Regions from separate parts of the Triticum aestivum genome. Here region 1 is linked to region 2. The links are chromatin contacts, called in public Hi-C maps. All regions are on one chromosome and are shown on one strand. Each heading gives the region's core, a stretch centred on a gene start, on an enhancer-like site or on the middle of the called end of the contact. The rest is flanking DNA. Distances are from core to core; before and after follow the strand shown. Region 1 has its middle 81 kb from the start of LOC123089213. Region 2 has its middle 86 kb from the start of LOC123093244.

Region 1 (3,415 bases), core at 316-2,815, 210 kb after region 2:
ATGTGCATTTCGGTTTTCTCAATCTGTCTGGAATTTGTGTGCGTGTTGCTTGGGATCGAGGCATGACCACGTTCCAAGACGAGCACGTACATATTTCTGGGGTCCGATTTGGATTTGGATTTGGATCTGGGGTCTCGGCTTCGAACGGATGGGGGATCGGACCCGAGAATAACTTCTCGGATCCAACAATGCGTTCACGAATCAGTTCAGGCTCCATGATACCTAGCGATCAATAAACTACCCCTACTTGCACACTCCGCGAGATAAACAAAACGAAACTCGAGTACGTAGTGGTTAAGCGAAACCACTTGCGGCGTGTAGCGACCTAACCTTCCATGTTCCTTTGTGATTGGATAAGCGGGAATCACCCACTCGGAAATGAAAATGGTAGTTTAGGACCGGTTGTTCGTATACAATTGCTGTCAATCAAGTACTCCATTCGCCCGGAAATACTTGTCATCAAACTAGATAAGACGGGATGTATATAGATGTATTTTAATTCTAGATTCATCTTTTTTTATTCATTTTGATTACAATTCTTTTCGGAAGAAGGGAGTAGGAATCAACAAGCTTGCCCGTTAAAAAAGCAGCAAGAGAGGCTATAGCTCGCTAGCTAGCTTCTAGTTTAGCTTGCGTAGGACACACACGAGAAAGCGAAAGAGAGAGAGATGCCCGATCCATCGATTGCCTCGAGACTTGAACTATTACATCATCATCACGCGCGCATGTCTACCCTCCTCTATCTATCTACACTCTCCACATTTCCAGCCCTAGCTAGCTAGCTATAGTACTACTACTCCATTGCATTAGTAGTGCTACTCATCTATAATCAACAGGTTAATCTTTCTTGGCATGTGATGTGAGTAGTAACAAAGCGACATGGCGGTGCAAAGAGTCGAAAACAACCGTTTTGTTTTCAGAATCTCGTGCCATTCAGCCAGGTCAGGTGGTCCTGCACTGCATGCGATGCTTGCGGGATACAAAAGGTGGCAGAGTCTATTCCCCTTAATTCCCGGGTAATCACGGATGCAGTCTCCGTTCTCCGTAAGCTAATTTGGATCGATGCGCGCCAGCAACAACGATTGGGTTAAGAAGACTTGGTCAATCTGCCGCTGTAACTTTATTAGTACACTATCTATCTATGCGTTTTGCTGACTGACCATAAACAGTTTTCTTATAGTAGACTAATATAAATCTGAATCTATCGATGTAGGCATTTCCGTTTCTGTGTGCCGTACGCAACGCCACCGATAATGTTAATGAAAACCATGTAGTGGATGTACCTGATAGTTTCGCACGGCTCGAGGTGGGGTCGGGGCCGTGCCCTCCTGCGCTCATACGCCGATCTGTATAGCGTATAGGCTCTCGTCTAGCACGGCGAGCCTACCAGACGCTACTGTTCCCATGCAAAGAGGAGTACTAGCAATAGCACGAAAATCTTGTCTGCTCCTGCGCCTGCCTTCTTCGCTGCTGCAACAGCAAGTGGGCTGGCAAGCACGAAGGAAGGCAGCCTTGAAGCGGCCCGCACCAGGCCCTTTGGCAGCCGAGGGGGGAGGAGCCATGACCTGCTCACCTGCACCATACGCGACGACTATATCTCGCTTAGCGCGAGATGGAGGAAGCTCTCGCCTTAAGCGTCTACATTATAAATAGGGATGAAAAGGAGGAGTGCACAGGGATCGATCCCAATCTCCTGGATGATGGGCAACGCTACTAGCCACTCGGCTCGCGTCGGGTTCGTGCTTAAGTAGAAGGGCACGACCTACTTGATTCAGAATGAGGCGGTTTTCCACTACATTTTTTGGGTTTTGTTTTTGTTTTTGTTCTTTCATTGGGTTTTCTATACACATTTTACATTTTTAAGCACAAGTTTAACATTTATGAATACATGGTCAACATTTTTTCTGTACACATTTAACATTTTTCAAATACACGAGCAACTTTTTCCACACTCCTTGTGTTTTTTTATACATGCTCAAGATTTTTTTCTATACACATTTAACATTTTGTTACAGGCATGATTAACATTTTCCAAACATTTTGTAAAGTATATTTTTGTAATATATGTTTATAGTTTTTGGAAGTGTGAACAAAAGTAAAAAAGGAACTATAAAATAAAAAACGTGAAAAAAACAGAAAAGAAAACTAGGCTGTGGCCTCCAGCGCACCTGGGCCAGCCCATCTCAAGCTACCTTGACGAGAGGGTTCCCTAGGTCTTGCAATAAGGGAGACATAGGGGAGCCCGGGACCTCCTATACGACGCATTCTACATCATACAGAAGCTCGACGCACAGGGTGGACACATGACTGGGCCGGCCCACCAACGCGCCCGTTCGTAGTTTCCTATCACGCGATAGCAAAAAATAGCTGCAAAACAAACAAGAACAATAGGGGTTGACCTGCCCGGGGCCTCCTATACGACGCATTCTGCGTCATACAGAAGCTCGACGCACAGGGTGGACGCGCGACTGGGTCGGCCCACCAACGCACCCGTTCGTTGTTTCCTATCATGCGATAGCAAAAAATCGACCCTGCAACCTCGCACACAGCAGAGTCATAACTGCGAGCCTTTAGCCACTACGCCAGACAGTGGCTGCAATACACAAAGGCGCACAAATATACAAGAATACACAACAAGGTTGAGATTTGGATAACATTCCTTCACAGTTGCGAACTGTTTTGGCATGCAGCAATTATTTTTGATATTACAAACAGTTTTCGAAAATGTGTTTTTCTTTATATTTCCCCCTTTTCTTGGAAATTGCTAAATATTTTCTGAGATCAGAAATTAAAATTTCCACAAAAATTGAAAACAAAAGCATTTTCTAAATTAAAAAAACACAAATATTCTCTTAAAATACAACTAAAATTTGTATTCGTATGTTTTTAGGAAATGAGAAAAAACATGGGGATATTTTTTGAAATTGCGAACAATATGTTGAAATTGTGAACATTTTTTGAAACATCAACACTGTTCAGAAATTGTGTATTTTCCTGAAAATGAGAACATTTTTTGAAATTCCGGAACATTTTTTAAAACACGAACATTTTTCTGAATATGTGTGCAAATTTCCAAAATAAGAACATTTTTCAAACACGAATATTCTTTGAAATTGCGAACATATTTTGAAAATGAGAACAACTTTTGAAATTCTGAACATTTTTTTTGAAATTCCTGAACATTTATTGAAATTGTGAACTAATATGGAAAACAGGATCTTTTTAAACACAATTTTTTTAAATGGTGAAAAACTTTTGAAAATGAGAACATTATTTGAATATCTTGAACAATTTTTTTGAAAGGGAAATATTTTTCAAAATTCCAAAAGAATATTTGAAAACGTGAACATATTTTCAAATTCCTGAAGAAATTTTGCAAATAGGAGTTTTTAAACTTGTGAAAAAATATTTAAAC
Region 2 (3,429 bases), core at 463-2,962:
TTAAGCGGCACATAGACTTGGGACAACAAATATCAAAAGTTACTATTTAAAGGTTACCCCGTGCAAAGCTCACTAATCTTGTATGATGCTAATAAGTGCCCACTGCATGTGTGCCACTTGTCTCAACTTGAGAGTTTTAACTTTTTTCGTAGATTTTTTTAACAATTTATCTCCTAAATCGTGCATTCAAATCTCTAATCGTTTTCACACTTGGATTTCTCACGTCGAGATCTTCTTAATTAGAAACCATGTTAATATGCTTTGATAAATCTTTTTCCAAAAAAATAGAAATGTTGAATAAAACCATAAATAAAAAAAGGAAAAAGAATTAAACCGAAAGAAAAAATAGAAACCCAAAAGCAGAACTGCGCTTTTCATTTTTTTTTCTTGTAAGCATGGGTTGTGTTTTTTCCCTTTTAGGAAGCATGTAGAAGCACTGGCTATGTTTTTCGAGAAAAGCACAACTCCCTTGCTGCTTCCGCGCGAAGCAAGGTTGTACTTTCATAAGAAGCACAACTCGTCGAGATACATGTTGTGCTTTTTCCTTTCTAGGGAGGCATAACTCTGCTTCTCGCAGAAGCACATGTTGTTTTGTCCACTAAAACCAAGAGAAAAAACAAGAAAAAAAGAGCAAAAAAAAAAGAAATGAAATCCATAAACGCAGGCAAAAATAGAAAATGCATGCTCCCGTGTGGCGCGCTAGTTGTGTGAGAGGTGGCGGCATTCGTGCGCGGGGGGCGCGTTCGTGCCAAAGAAGTGACCGTTGTGGAGGGTAACAATTAAATAGTTGGTCTACACAAATATTTGTTGCATTCATGCATGACCCTCGGCCAGGCAGTAGCATATTTCGCCAAGAAACCTGTACAGGTGGGTATTTGCGCATTGGCTCGCTGTATAGAAGAAGGCATTTCCTATTCGATACTTCAGGTACCCGTTTCTTTGAAAATTACAAACGGTCGCACACCCCACGACGATCTGGGCCAGCCCATTTTCCTTTTTTCTCGTTTGTTAACTTTTATTTGGAAAAAGGTACGGCTAACGTGGATCGAGCTCGCAACCTCGTCTTATGAAAGTAAGCGCAGTAACCACCGGGGCACCTCATGTGTGCAGAGTTACTTCGTTTCTTTCTTTTATTTCGTTCTTCGGTTCGGTTTCTTCTTTTTCTTTTTTTCTTTTTATTGTTTGCTTCTTTTTTTTTCTTTTTTGAAATGTGCCAGTTTTTAAAACTCGTGAACTTTTTTTGAATTAGATAGAAAAATCAATTTTGATGAACTATTTACAAAATCAATGAACTTTTTTTTAAATTTTGATGAACATTTTTTTAAGTTCGATGAACTTTTTTTCAATTCAATGATTTTTCTTTCAAATGAAATATTTTTGAAATCGATGTTTTTTCATATTGGTGAACTTTTTATTAATTCAATGTTTTTAAAAAAAATCAATGATTTTTTTTCAAATTTGATGTCTTTTTTGAATCTTTAAACTTTTTTTAAGTTCATGAACATTTTTGCAAAATTCATGAACAATTTTTCAAAATCCATGAACATTTGAATTCACAAGCTCTTCCATTTTTTGCGAATTTTTTCGGATTTTTTTTTCCAAGTGCAGTCGACCGAACCAGGGGGAAACAGAATGCGCTCACATCTACATGGGCCGAGCCACCAGCATCGGCGCGTGGGCGCCAGGGAGCTTCCCTGGCGCATGAAGCGCCGAATAGGAGCTCCTGTAGTAGAAAGCTACAGATCGACCTTTGAGCCGAGAGGACATGGCCGTGATCCCATCTCGAGCCATGCGAATATCTCAAAAAAAATCTTGAGCCATGCAAAATTGTCAGGTTATTGGGGACGGCCGCGATCCCATCTCGAGCCATCTAGTTTTCATTATATTTCCTACTAGAAAAACAATTTTCATTACAACCTCCGTCCAATATAAGAACGTTTTTGACACTAGATCGATAGATTCAGAGTTATGTTAACCCAAATAGCTGTTGCTAGCGCGCATAGATCAAAGTTAGCTTGCGGAGAACAGAGACTGGATCCAAGATTACCCGAGAATTAAGGGAATAGACTCTGCCACCTTTTCTGTCGCGCAAGCATAACCCTGTGCTCGCGTGGAGGACAACCTGTGATGAGATTGGCAAAACAAACAAAACGGTTACTTTCAGACTCAATGGATCTTTTTGTTCTTCGAGTAATGCCACATGGTAAGAAGGATTAAGCAGTTGATGTAGCTGCTAGATAGAGGAGGTGGTAAGGGCAACTCCAACGGTCCGACCCAACCGGACAGAAGATTTGCTCGATTTTATCAGTTTGGATGACCAAACGTCCAAACGGGCAGGCGTCCAATCCAACCCCATTGTCTGCCCTTCCCTAGCCGCAACACGCAAGGGTTGGTCAACTCTATCAGGGTTTTTTTTTTAATAATCAAGATTTGGCATAATTCAATAAAACATAGCAAATATATTTAGTAAAATAATTGCCTAGTATCATAGGAGCCGTCATACAACATTGCACCAAAAGAATCGACGAGCCCCGCTTGTGCTCCGGCCTCATAGTTCATGAAAAACAAACAAATATAAGATGATCACGCTGATGAGCCCGTGCGGGCTCCCGAAGGCGACTCCAGAAGCTTGGGCGGGCGGGCCGCTGATGAGCCCGTGTTGGCCGTTGCGGTGGGGGCTATGAGAAGGGCCTAATCAATCCCTAGTAAGTGGGGGGCGATTTCGCTGGCTTTGCCAGCGATAACCTCGGTGTCTGCAGCAGTGACCCTTGCCTGAGCGGCGGCGATGGCGGCGGTTTCTTCTTTTGACATATCCTTCCTTCTCCGGTTGGCTTGCTTCAAGGTCTCCGCACTCTCTGCTCTGGGGTAACCTCTTTCTTCAGCTTCTTCGGGGCTACAACGCTAGTGGCCGCGATGGGGACGAGGGCGGGGACGCGCTCTAGGATGGAAGGGTTTTGGGAGAGAAAAGGCAGAAGTGGAGGTTGTGTGCCACAGACAGATGGGAGGGCGCCGCGGGTATCCAAGGCGTGTCCGCACGAACGTAAACATGACTCAAATTTAGGTTAAAAATGGGTTGAGGCGAACATGAAAACGAACATCTATCAGTTTGTGTCGCCGCCTTGAGCCATGTTTTTTGTGCGCGCAGACAAAAACGAATGCGGGCGAAAAAACGCGTCGGCCCATTGGAGTTTCCATAAACATGCGTGTGTGATGATGATGGGATAGTTTCACGGCTTGAGGCAATCGAACAATCAGGCATTTCTCTCTCTCTCGCGCGTGTGTGTATCTGTGCGCGCGTGCGTGTGCGTGTGTGTGTGTGTGTCACGCAACGCAGATTCATAGGGGATCATAGTTGTGGGGAACACATCTGCCAAGTTCTCCCGCAGGAGGACACAGTAATTTTTAAGTTTCAGTTGTTGAAACTTTTGA

Evidence for each region. Hi-C and Micro-C count contacts between places; a contact is called where the count stands out from the background.
Region 1: a Hi-C map of leaf shows a contact between it and region 2, with 4 times the contacts expected there. The contact joins two enhancer-like sites. A contact is called at or near these places in 2 of 5 Hi-C or Micro-C datasets (leaf and an unstated tissue).

Annotation. Positions count from the first base shown.
Region 1 is chr4B:560,664,011-560,667,425 of IWGSC CS RefSeq v2.1, forward strand. No RefSeq gene overlaps it. Among protein-coding and RNA genes, the nearest start is that of LOC123089213, 81 kb to the right of the region's middle. Within about 2 kb of position 1,566, at least 4 of the 8 cell types and tissues checked have an H3K27ac peak or open chromatin away from gene starts, as enhancers often do.
Region 2 is chr4B:560,458,064-560,461,492 of IWGSC CS RefSeq v2.1, forward strand. No RefSeq gene overlaps it. Among protein-coding and RNA genes, the nearest start is that of LOC123093244, 86 kb to the right of the region's middle. Within about 2 kb of position 1,713, at least 1 of the 8 cell types and tissues checked has an H3K27ac peak or open chromatin away from gene starts, as enhancers often do.